Regions from separate parts of the Anas platyrhynchos genome. Here region 2 is linked to region 1. Evidence: chromatin contacts called from public Hi-C data. All regions are on one chromosome and are shown on one strand. Each heading gives the region's core, a stretch centred on a gene start, on an enhancer-like site or on the middle of the called end of the contact. The rest is flanking DNA. Distances are from core to core; before and after follow the strand shown.

Evidence for each region. A called contact is a pair of places that touch in the nucleus more often than the background predicts.
Region 2: a Hi-C map of subcutaneous adipose tissue shows a contact between it and region 1, with 2.2 times the contacts expected there. The contact joins two enhancer-like sites. A contact is called at or near these places in 4 of 8 Hi-C or Micro-C datasets (liver, skeletal muscle and subcutaneous adipose tissue).

Annotation. Positions count from the first base shown.
Region 1 is chr2:141,406,206-141,411,740 of IASCAAS_PekinDuck_T2T, forward strand. It overlaps KIAA1217 (KIAA1217 ortholog), which reads left to right. Exons shown (of 21, transcript XM_038174602.2): 4 at 3,872-4,067. Among named protein-coding and RNA genes, the nearest start is that of ARHGAP21, 220 kb to the right of the region's middle. Within about 2 kb of position 3,901, at least 2 of the 8 cell types and tissues checked have an H3K27ac peak or open chromatin away from gene starts, as enhancers often do. A contact at or near this core is called in subcutaneous adipose tissue, where this site is marked.
Region 2 is chr2:141,482,367-141,487,869 of IASCAAS_PekinDuck_T2T, forward strand. It overlaps KIAA1217 (KIAA1217 ortholog), which reads left to right. Exons shown (of 21, transcript XM_038174602.2): 12 at 4,395-4,525; 13 at 4,770-4,917. Among named protein-coding and RNA genes, the nearest start is that of ARHGAP21, 150 kb to the right of the region's middle. Within about 2 kb of position 2,720, at least 1 of the 8 cell types and tissues checked has an H3K27ac peak or open chromatin away from gene starts, as enhancers often do. A contact at or near this core is called in subcutaneous adipose tissue, where this site is marked.

The DNA.
Region 1 (5,535 bases), core at 2,651-5,150:
TCCTTTTTGCTGAGTTTCCTACCCAGTGTTAGCAGAGACAAGATCTTTTTATCAGAGAAGTCCTCAAATAGGTTAAGCTCCACTCAGCTGGCTAAAAAATCAGGCTCATTGCACAGAGAAACATTCAGAGGGATGTCTCCCAACATATAGCTGTGGGGAGAAGACCATTGCTGACCGAGGAAATTGTAGCCTAAACAGTATTGGCACAGGGAAAAAGAGAGCCCTGGTGCATACTTCTGAGCCTGCTTCTGGTTTGGGGCATTTATCCCAGAGGTGTGGCTAGGAAAGTGCTGGCGTTTCATTGGTTTTGCATGCATGTGTGCAGCGTCTGTTTACAGATGGCTTGGGTTTGGGTGGTTCTACCTCTCTGTGAGCAGCTTGACCTTTCTTCTCCTTTGAGTATTATGTTTTTTGCCTGCAGGCTTATTAAAAAGGCAGCCACCCCAGCACAGTAATGTCCAGTTCATTGCTTTTACTGGACCTTTGCAACATGCAGTTATGGTGCCACCCTGCTCCAGAGGCAGCTGTCCATACTGTGACTCTGCCTGGGTTCTCATGTTTCCTGAAACATGGACTATATGGTGAATATTTATTTTGCAAATGCTTATACTGCACACTAGTTACCCCAAAATGACTAAAGGGACACTTCTGAAATACTGTTTTTGATTTTTTTTTTTAAATTTTGTTTGTGAACATATTTAAACATATGGGAAAATATATAAGGTATGATTTAGTAAGTACTTCTTTGTGTCATCTGTCTTATTTATTTGATTTTGGTGTCAACAAGGCGAATTGCACCCCTCCCTACAAGGTCTGGGTAATGGTGAATGTTTCTGCCCCTCTTTCTGCAGCTATCTTTACAAGTCCTTGCACTTTATGGCTCCATAAACGTTGCTTGTCCTCTCCCCACTTCATGGGCTGGTTAAGAAATGCTGACTAGGAATGTGCTTGCTTATTAAGTAGCATTAAGCCTAGTGCTCGCTGCCAAGAATAAAATTGATTTCTTATCAAATACATACTCATATCCGTGTTATTTGAATAACCCCTGTTGTTATTGTTTGACGATTTTTTTTTTAAATCTGTTTAAAATTCAGAATTACACCTGAAATACAATAGTTACATGAGCTGAGCATGAGAAATAGCTTGTAACCTTTCACAACGGGTGTTTGTATATAGGTAGATCACAATAATAGCTTGCATTGGTTTTACATTTATGCAACTCCACTTTCAAACATGGAAATAGTATGGATTTATGCCATGTTAAGAGGAGGTCTGAGCTTCATGTCTGAGCAGAACCCATGATGTGCCTCTGCCTTGCTTTGGTGGGGTCCAATTCACCTCATGGTGTTGCAGTTTTGGGGCTGTGGAATGAGTACTGCTGAAAAGTGGTGCTTTTTTTTTCAGCCCAGGAGGGTGAGATGCCATATGTTAGGTCCTAAAGAACTGCCCCAGGGACAACCAAAGAAACATAGCATTGCTGAAGTTGTCTCCACCTGTGCATTGGCAGGTAACACTGGTCAACTGCACAGCTGAGATTGTGTCTAGTTGCTTATGGTAATGGAGTATTCCCTAACTGCTAAAATATGCACCTGTTCATATTTTTGGATAAACTATATGCAGTATGCAACTGCATGTCTCAGATGGCATGTGAGGATTCAACTGAAAGAAAAAAAAAAAGAAAGCAAGGCAAAATAGGCTTGATTCATATTCTGAGAATATTTTTTCTTAAAGAAACAAAAATAATCCCCTTCCCAACAAATTCTAAATATAACAATCTTTTGCAGGTTGATTTTTTTTTTTTTCAATCCAGTTTTATTTTTTAGTTATGGCTTTCTATAAAGTGAGCATTCTGATATGCCTTGTAACTTTCTATTAATGGGTACACACAGATAAGTTGTTAGTAGTACAAGGAGTGAGGAAGCTGTAATGACCTGACTTGGTTGTACTCCTGTGGTATGCCTGTGTAAATGAAATATTTCAGCAGTGATGGTTCCCAAGCCATTTTGGAAAGTTGAATGAAGAAATACTGAGTAATCAAATTCTTTCTCTGTGTTTGCAAGTCATTTGTCACCTCTGTAAGCTTTCAGGCACAAGTCCCTGTATTTACAACCTGCAGACTAGTGCTGACCGTGGAAGAGGCACTTCAAAGCATACTTTAGTTTACTGAGAACAAATGTTGTTAGCTTTAACTCCTGCAAAAATTCAGTGCTCTTGAATAACTTCACTGCGGGACATTGGATAATACCTAATATTTTATTATTAACATTTGAGAAGTGAAAAGTTCTGGAGGATTTAGCTTTCTCTTGAGGTATTTCTAATTTATTATAGTTTGTGAGCAACTGGACAACTTGGCAACAACAAGCTTCAATAGCCAGCTAATGAAAATCTAATAAAAGCTAAAGTTCTTCATACGTTCAAAGTCACACAGGGAATATTATGTAATCTGTGCTATTGCTGAAACAAGCTCACCTCATCTCACTTAAAAAAAAAAACACTGAAGGAACCAGATGTCAGCAAGATATGTCATCTTGGCTTTTTAGAAAGAGGCAAAAACATTTCTGGATCTTGCCAGCATCTTCAAATCTAGAGTTGAAGTTGATTTTAATACAGAGGATGTTTAATATACTAACATCTGACCTTAAATGATAGGGAAAAGAAAAGCATAAGCATTTTATGACATCTTGTGCCTGGTACTGATTATAGGCCTTTATAAAGTTCGTATTTGCATACTACTTTTGGGACAGAATGAGCTTGCTTTGCTTTGAATTTCTGCTTGTACAATGTCTGTTCTAGTTTGTAGTGATAGAGAGTTTGCTTGAGAGACTGGAAAATTATTCTTCTAGGGTAATATTAAATCTGGTGGAGGGAGTTTCACTGAACAGAGCAAACATTACTAAGTATATTTCTTCATGCAACCTCTCCTTGTAGAAGGCACTTACAATATCACTTATAGTCAGCAAAAATTGTTAAGTACATTGTATCTCCTATTGAATGCGTTTTTATTACACATATCTTACAGTAATAGAGAGTCAGTAGAAATGCCCAGAAGAAACCCTGTCTCTCCTATGAGAGAGTCTGCTTTTTTTGGATACTGTGTTTAGCAATTTAGTAATGTGATTGCCCAGTAAAAATCGTAGTTAATTTGGTCAGTTAATGAAGACATTTCTGATTTTTGCTGATGCAACAAAAAACAAAATAATTATTTATGAATTTGGGTAGAAATGTTGGATGGTTAATCTGGCCTTGCTGCATGACCTCTACCTTACATAGACATCACAGCAGAATATATTGAGATTAATAGCTTATGACTGCTGCATCACACAATTTCTTTGTGGAGTGTTTTTCTTGGTAGACTTATCAACATAAGAGTAGTGTTTTAGGTTTTCTCTGTTATAACTTTAACTGCAAATGGTTTAAATGACATTGACATGCTACTGTGCTACTAGTGTCCTCTTCGTACTTCCATACACTGAGGGTTTAAATGCAAATTTAAGAAAGCACAATGAAAACCTTTCTGATCTTACATGTTCAGTAAGCGCACGTGTGTGTGTGTGTAGACATGTCTATGCTGTAGTAGTTGTTTGAGCAGCAAGGAATGGCATTACCATATGTCTCTTCAGCACTTCTTGTCCTGAGGGCCTTGTTAGCAATAAAATTTGCAACGTGAATGTATAACAATAAAAACCTTAACAGAATACCCACGGACACCGTTTTCTTAAATAATCTACACAGAAGTGACCTTCAGCATACCAGTATTTGAAGAAGTTTGGAATTCTTCCTCCTTCTCTTTGTTTTTTGTTTGGTTGTTCTTGTTATTTTCCCCAAATATTCTAGGTCCAGTTGACCAATAACGCAATGCTCTGTTTTGCAGACAAGAAGCCCAAAGCCGTCGCAGAGCCCACAGCCCAATTTGGGTGACCAGACAGAGCACCTATCTGAAGCGTCTGCCGATTCCTTAGAGGCCATGTCTGAGGGTGATTCTCCGACTCCCTTTTCGAGGGGCAGCCGCACGCGGGCGAGCCTTCCCGTCGTGCGGTCAGCAAACCAAACCAAGGAGAGATCACTGGGTAAGACCCTGCTTCAGTCCCTCTCCTCTCTCGTCTGAGCCCATGCTCTCCCTTTGCACATTCAAAGTAATTTTTAAATAGTTTGAGGTTTAAAAAAGGTAGCATTTTATTTTTAATGTCAAGGTACGTTTCAGAAATGAGCTCAGTATGGTGTACTGGCTAACCTGGGGGAACGGTGAAATTATTTTCATAGTATCTGAAAGTGTGCTGGGAACAAGATAAACAAGGAGAAAGATGCGGACCCTGACATGAAATGCTGACAGTTGAAACCAGTATTACAAATCCTTTTTGCCAAGCCTGCATACTATGTGGCAGCAGACTTGGTACAGGCCTGTGCCCTCATTTTCAGACAGGAGATAAGGGCTTTGTCACTTCATTGCTTCTTCAAAGGTAGACCTAGTTGGAAGCAACCTAGAGATATCATTGCCTGACAGATCCAGTTCTTAGAGAAAAGATTTGGTATTTGTACAGGAGGATTTGAACAGATAGGCTGATGGAAATGCCCTTTTCTTCAGGGCAGCGCTCTTCCACCTCTGTGGGGACATGAATGATACAGAAATTCAGCTGTGCAGCTCTGCTGCCGCCACTCAGATGCCTCCTTTTTTATTCCTGTATCTGAGGGCGAACAGAGCCCAGTTGTGAGCTGGAGCTCCTCTGCTAACAGTGGTTGCTGTGACTGCTCTAGCTGATGGATGGAGCAGGCTGTTTTTTTGAGGGAAGACACCAGAGGGCAGTTAAGCCACGGTGAGGAGACAGCGTAACTTGCGTGCGGATTGCTGAGGAAGGCATGTTTCTTCTCAGAGGCAATAAACTGAAATGCTGCTTTCCTGGAGACTCTTCCGACAGAGAGAGTGACATAAACCAAAGCCTGGGCTGTAAATCACACCGTGTGTGTAAGCTTATCATGGTGCTTTACTTATTCCTCAACAGGCTAAGACAGTTTCTGTCAAGAGCATCATGACTAACACAACAAATGAGCAGAAACCAGGGCGGGATGTCGGGGAGGAGGGCAGAGCAGCAGGGTGTGGAGAGGGGCCAGGCTCTGCCCATGTCAGCTCAGGGGGTGGTACTGGTGCCCTCCCAAAGCCCATTGGACCACCAACATTTTGTCCAACCTGTACAATACTTTTTAGTTAAGAGGTGTTTTTAAGAGCAAGCTCACAGCATGTCTAATATACATGCAGAGGATTCATCGCTGCCTATATGTCACTGCTGGCTAGGGAGTCCACAGCAGGCCACATGTCACACTAAGGATTACTGGAAAACCTGTACTTCATGGTGATGTGAAGCAGATTGAGACTTGGCAGGTCTCTGTGCGACTCACAGTCCAGCCTCACCACGTGGGTTTCAGCAGGCAGTTAGCATCATTTCATCGGTACCAGGACCTGGTGCATGCACGTGTGTCCATCCTCAGGCCACGTAGAATACCTCAGGCTCTGAAATTCTGTTTCAGATGCAAACCAAGAAT
Region 2 (5,503 bases), core at 1,470-3,969, 75 kb after region 1:
TATTTATATTATTAGGAACATTTTACAGTTATCAGTAGTTTATTATGTTGTAGATTGTTATAAGCACTTTTATAGAAGGTGTTTTTTTAAAGCAGAGCATTTAAATTACAGTCATCTTTGAACTGCCTGAGAGGTTCTGTAGTAACTTATAATTTATATTATTGTTAAGAAAAATATCAGTCATTTTTGTAAAAATAACTATGCTCAGATAGCCACTAGTACCGCATACTTGGGAAGAAATATAAGAAACTGGCAACATGCTCAGAGTGTATCTCCTTGTTTTCAGTGACTTGTAGCTCAGGGGGTTTTCAAGTCAGAGATGGCATCTCATATCCAAAAGCTCTACATGGATTGTTTACCTTTTATGAACTTAAGCATTTTTTAAGTTTATGTAATTTTTGCTGTGTACAGCTTTCAGGTTCAAGGAGTTCTATAGAGTAACAAATCTCTTTTTTATTTTTATTTTTTTAAATCTACCATCTGTCATTCAACTCCCAAACTCTTAAATTATGCAAGGCAGAATATTCACCAACTCCATTCTAGTCATGATGTCATGAACTCTCCCCACACCCTTACCCTGATCGTGTCTTTTCCAGCCTGTAAAGTCTTGGTTTGCATAGTTACTTCCCATGTAGCAGATATTCTATACATTTCCTCATCCCATTGTCTTTTTCTGTGTCCTTTCTAACTCCAGAGTACATCTGTGAGATGGGGGCGGGGAGAGAGAAGAGCCCTGCACAGGCTGTAGCTGATGGGGGTATGCCATGGTTTCATGCAGTGGCATGGTGATGGTCTTCCTGTCCTCATGGTCCATCCGAGCTTTCCATTCCAAACCCAACATCACATTTATGAGGACTGATTAGCAGTTCAAAGATTATGATTATGTATAAAAACTTCAGGAGGTTGTTGGGTTTAGTTTTTTGTTGTTGTTTTTGTTTTTGTTTTGGGGGGGTGATGGTGGTTTGTTTGCTTGGTTTTGTTTTTCTTTATATCACGAGAATTACTGTACATTTATTAGGAGTGACTTTGATATTTGGTTTTCTTCCTGGTCAATTAGATTCAGAAGGTCCATCTGCAGCCGTCTGCAGTCAGCTTTCATTTTCATTCCCCTGAATAATTTAATATCCTTTGGAGATTTTTTTGACTATACTATTCATCCTCTTTTCTAAATCATTTATAGTATGTTGAAAAGCACCAGCCCTATCACAGATCCCTATGGAACCCACCAGCAAGCTCCATTCATCGAGTAAGCTGTTCATTGATCCCTTCTCTTTACTTCCATTACTTTATCCATGAGAGAATTTTCCCTCCGCTCTTTGTCCTGAGGCAACTTTTCTTTCTTAAGAGCTTTTACTTAGATACCTAGCTGAAAACCTTTTGGGCTGTAGTTTTTCCCTATGCTTTTGCTGTTTCCTTTAAAGCACCATCTGGATTTGAGAGACCTTCTCTTTACTCAAGTCATGTTAACACAATATATTCATCCCTGGGTGCGCTGTTGCTTTATTGTTTATTCTTTGTTATGGTATCTATCAATTGCACCGGTTTGGATGTCAATCTCACCAGAGCACAGACCCTTGTGTAGCCCCACCTCCTTTTTAAAAAGTTATTTTTATCACCTGTGACACTTTCCACTACTCTGGTGCCAAAGCAATTTTAATGAAGAAGTTAGATGCTTAGCATTAATAGTTTGACTGTTTCATCCTTGAGTTGCTGTTGAACTCCAGGGCAAATACCATCTGGTCTGGGTGACTTGTTGCCATTCTTTTTGTCAGTTTGTTTTGTAACCTGCCCTACTGATACTGCAATCTGAGACAGATCCTCTGATTATTTTTATTTTTATTTTTTGCCTAAAGAAAGATCTCAGCATAAAAGCTTGTCTTAGCTTCTCTCTGTAAAACATAGTTGCAGGAAAATCATTTATCTTGTATTAGCCTTCAGAGACTGCTTTAAGGTGACTGTCTTGTTAATTGGGTTTGCTCAAACAAATCTATAAAGCCAAGTTGTTTTCCCAGTTACATAAAAGAAACACTGGAGACTGCTTCATCTGTTTAAATCTTTGGCTCCTGAGGGCTGAGGTTTCTTTTCCCTTGTAGCTAGCAACCTGAGGCAGTGTAATACGGTATCCCCTGAGCAATTCAGGATCAGTTGTCCTGTTTGATAGTATCACTGCATGGAACTGAAGGTTTTTAAGGTGATCCTTTCCATTTTTGCTCAAAGAAAACGGAAAGAAAGACGTTGTCTTCTAGCTGGAAGTCTTTCCTTTATCCCTGTATTTCCACCAGTTTATAAGCCTACCAAAACATCCCAGTATTGTTCTTGGTTCATTTCTCTTCTTTTCACCTGTGAATGAACTTAAGCTTCTCCCCTTGCCTTTTTCATTGCCTGGTGGATGCAAACATCTGAGAAGCTGTTTTTCCACTTGTGCTCTACAAAAGAGGGGAGAGGGGCTCACCCTATGATTCATGAAGTAGCGCTGCTTTGTCCTGAGCACTGCTATCAGGGTGTAAAGGATGGGGAGGATGCATGACTGTAGGGCATCATTCTGGGGGGCAGGAGCCTTTGCACTGCAGTGAGTGATGGAGAGCTCTCTCTTTTCCCAGCTCCTTCCCAGTTTATATCTGCACCCTTCTTTATAGCAGAGGCAGACACGGGGACAGCGGATGCCTGCGTTATTGCAGCCTCTTCCACTGCAAAAATATCCCGAGTAATGTTGCCTTGCTGCCATCGTGTGGTCCCTTGAATTGTTTCCTAAATGTACACTTCTGCTATTTGGAAATGGTGACGCTGTATTTCTCAAGGCAGAGTCTTTGGGAGAAGTGATCTTAAAACGGGAGGAGCATCACTTAACCCCACTTATGTTTGTGGTCTGTTCAGAAGCAACTTGTGATTCTTAACTCTGAATTGTTTGATAAGTTCTCAAGTTCCTTGGCTTTGGAGTGAAATGAATTATTTGCTGTATTAATTTAGTGTTCAGATCCTGATACTACTTCGGTTTCTCTGTGCATCAGAAGTACTACTGTATGGTCCTTTATTGTTCTGTGTGACTGTGTTTCCCCTTTCAATGACCTAATGCAGAGTGGTGCTGCAACGGCTTTTCTCCTGTTACTGGCCACCTACTCCTCTCTTTTCCTCTTCATATTGCCTAGCCACTGAGATGGATCTAGGAAGTGGCCTGAATGAAAATGAGTAATTTTCTGCTGGAATTGCATGGCTGTGCTAGCCCAAGAGAAATGTGTGGCGGTCTTTTCCTACCTCTTTCCAGGCAATCAGCCCATACCTTTGTTCCCTTACAGCAACTGCAAAATTTCTACCTGAGTGGATGGGAGAAATGAGGCACAAAATTAGGTTAAAATGGCACCTGACTGTCAGCTCAGAGCCTACTTTGCATTGTTTTTTAACATGCAGTTAAACTACTTTCAGAATACTCCTGTTAGTGAATTTGGTATCTCAATCGAGGCAGATTTCTTTTAAAACAATTTTTAAGAGATGGTTCTTATGAGGTATTCGCATAGGTATTTGTTCTGGTTTTTGTCTAGTTGTGTATAATGCACTGCAGGTATTTTTAAAGAGATTTGTTGAGAGAATTTTTTCTGGGTGGAAACTCCAGCTAAAACAACCTGGTCTCAACCTTATAAGGAAAAAACCTGTGTCCCTCAAAAAAAAATAAATAAATAAAGTGTGTAAATGATTGTGAAAATTTATGTGAAGCAAGGAAGTACTGGACAAGGTATCATGAAAGATGTTGAGGAAGCACCAGATGAAGCCTGAGGAAGCGTGGGACAGCACTTGTTGGAAAGCAGCCTCTGTGATCCATTTGTTAGTCCAAACGCTGACCAAGAGCTGCATACAATGCACACTTGTTGTTTCATTCTGGCTATTTGTGGAAACAGGACGCTGTATCCTGTCTAGAACAGACGGTCAGATAAACAGTTCTGCACCAAGGGGTTGTGAGTGCCAGTTTTTGGGCTGTCACTTTGCTGTTGTGCATTCTTTTGCATGTTATTAGCAGCGAGAAAATATAAGGTGCAAACCTGTGCTGGATGTTATGGTATAGCATCTATGTACCCTTCTGCTAGGATTGGCATTCCCAGAGGGCTGGCTGCTGGATGTGTTTCACCACACCATCTGCCCTTTGTAGCACAGCTGCTCTGCACATTTGCAGCATCAGAGAAATCAATGACTGGGGCTGGTTACGAGCCTGGTCCTGTGCTGTGGGCATGAGTGTGCAGCAGCCTCATGTCCCCTCCTGGTACCCTGCTGTTTTCTTTAATCCTGTGGTATCAGCTTTAAAGATGCCACAGTTGAGGTTTCTGATACAGTCCATTCATTTACATATATTTGATTGTAATGTGAAAGTCCTTCTTACATTTCATGTTCACTTTTTGTTTTGCCAGTGAGCTGGAGGGATTTGTTGAGGACCTAAAGAGAGACTCCACTGCTTCCAACAAGACAGTGACACTGAAAGATGTTGAAGATGGAGCCTTTCTTTTAAGGCAAGTGGGAGAAGCTGTTGCCACCCTTAAAGGTATGTACTCGTCCTTTTTCCTTTCGGTTATTCTCTTTTGACCACAGTGGCTGAAAGCAATTTTGCCTTTGATCTGAAGGCATAAACTTTCACTTCCAATATATTTAAAGTCAGGATTAAAGGGCTTGTTGCATGGCCCCTGAAAAGAGGCTGACAGTCAACTGTTTAACATTCATCCTGTCATCTGTTTTTCCCCAGGGCTTTTATGATTTCCTCTTGAGCCTCATAGTTGTTGTCTTTGCAGGAGAGTTCCCGACGTTGCAGAATAAAATGCGTGCAATCCTCCGCATTGAGGTAGAAGCCGTGAGGTTCCTAAAGGAAGAGCCACACAAGCTAGACAGCTTATTGAAACGTGTGCGCAGCATGACGGATATCCTTACAATGCTCAGGAGGTGATTTTTTTTTTCTTCAAGCTAAAAAATTTCCTCAAGCATTTTGGGTTTGTGTTCTCCCCCTCTCCCCAAGGAATATAGGGATATGTAACTTGTTTGCAGTATTTTATGGATCCTTTCTAGAGCCTTCTCAAGGAAAATCAGATTATCTTTTCCTGTGCTCTGTGCAGTGGTTCTCTTCTGACCAACAGTCTCAGTTGTCCAGAGCTTATGATTGAAACTAGCTTCCAGATTTGGGAAGTACCTTGATGAGAAAGCTTACAGAATGTCACCAGTCCCGTATGTGAGTTAATTAGCTGTAGGCATTTACAGCAATCTAAGTCAATAGAAATATTCTCTGACACTGAAATGTGCATCCCCAAAAATCTAACAGTAAGAAATAACAGGGAAAGATTTGAAGTGGATAAAGAACCTTCTGTAAGAAACAAATATTTTCAATGTGAGTGGTTATCCATTCAAATTCTTTATTCTGTTTTTTGTTTTTTTTTGTTTTTGTTTTGTTTGCAAGATACTTTAGAGAAAGTTCAAATATTAGATAAAATGTGTGTCCACTAAGTGCCAGTGTTTAGCTATGTTTGTCAGAATA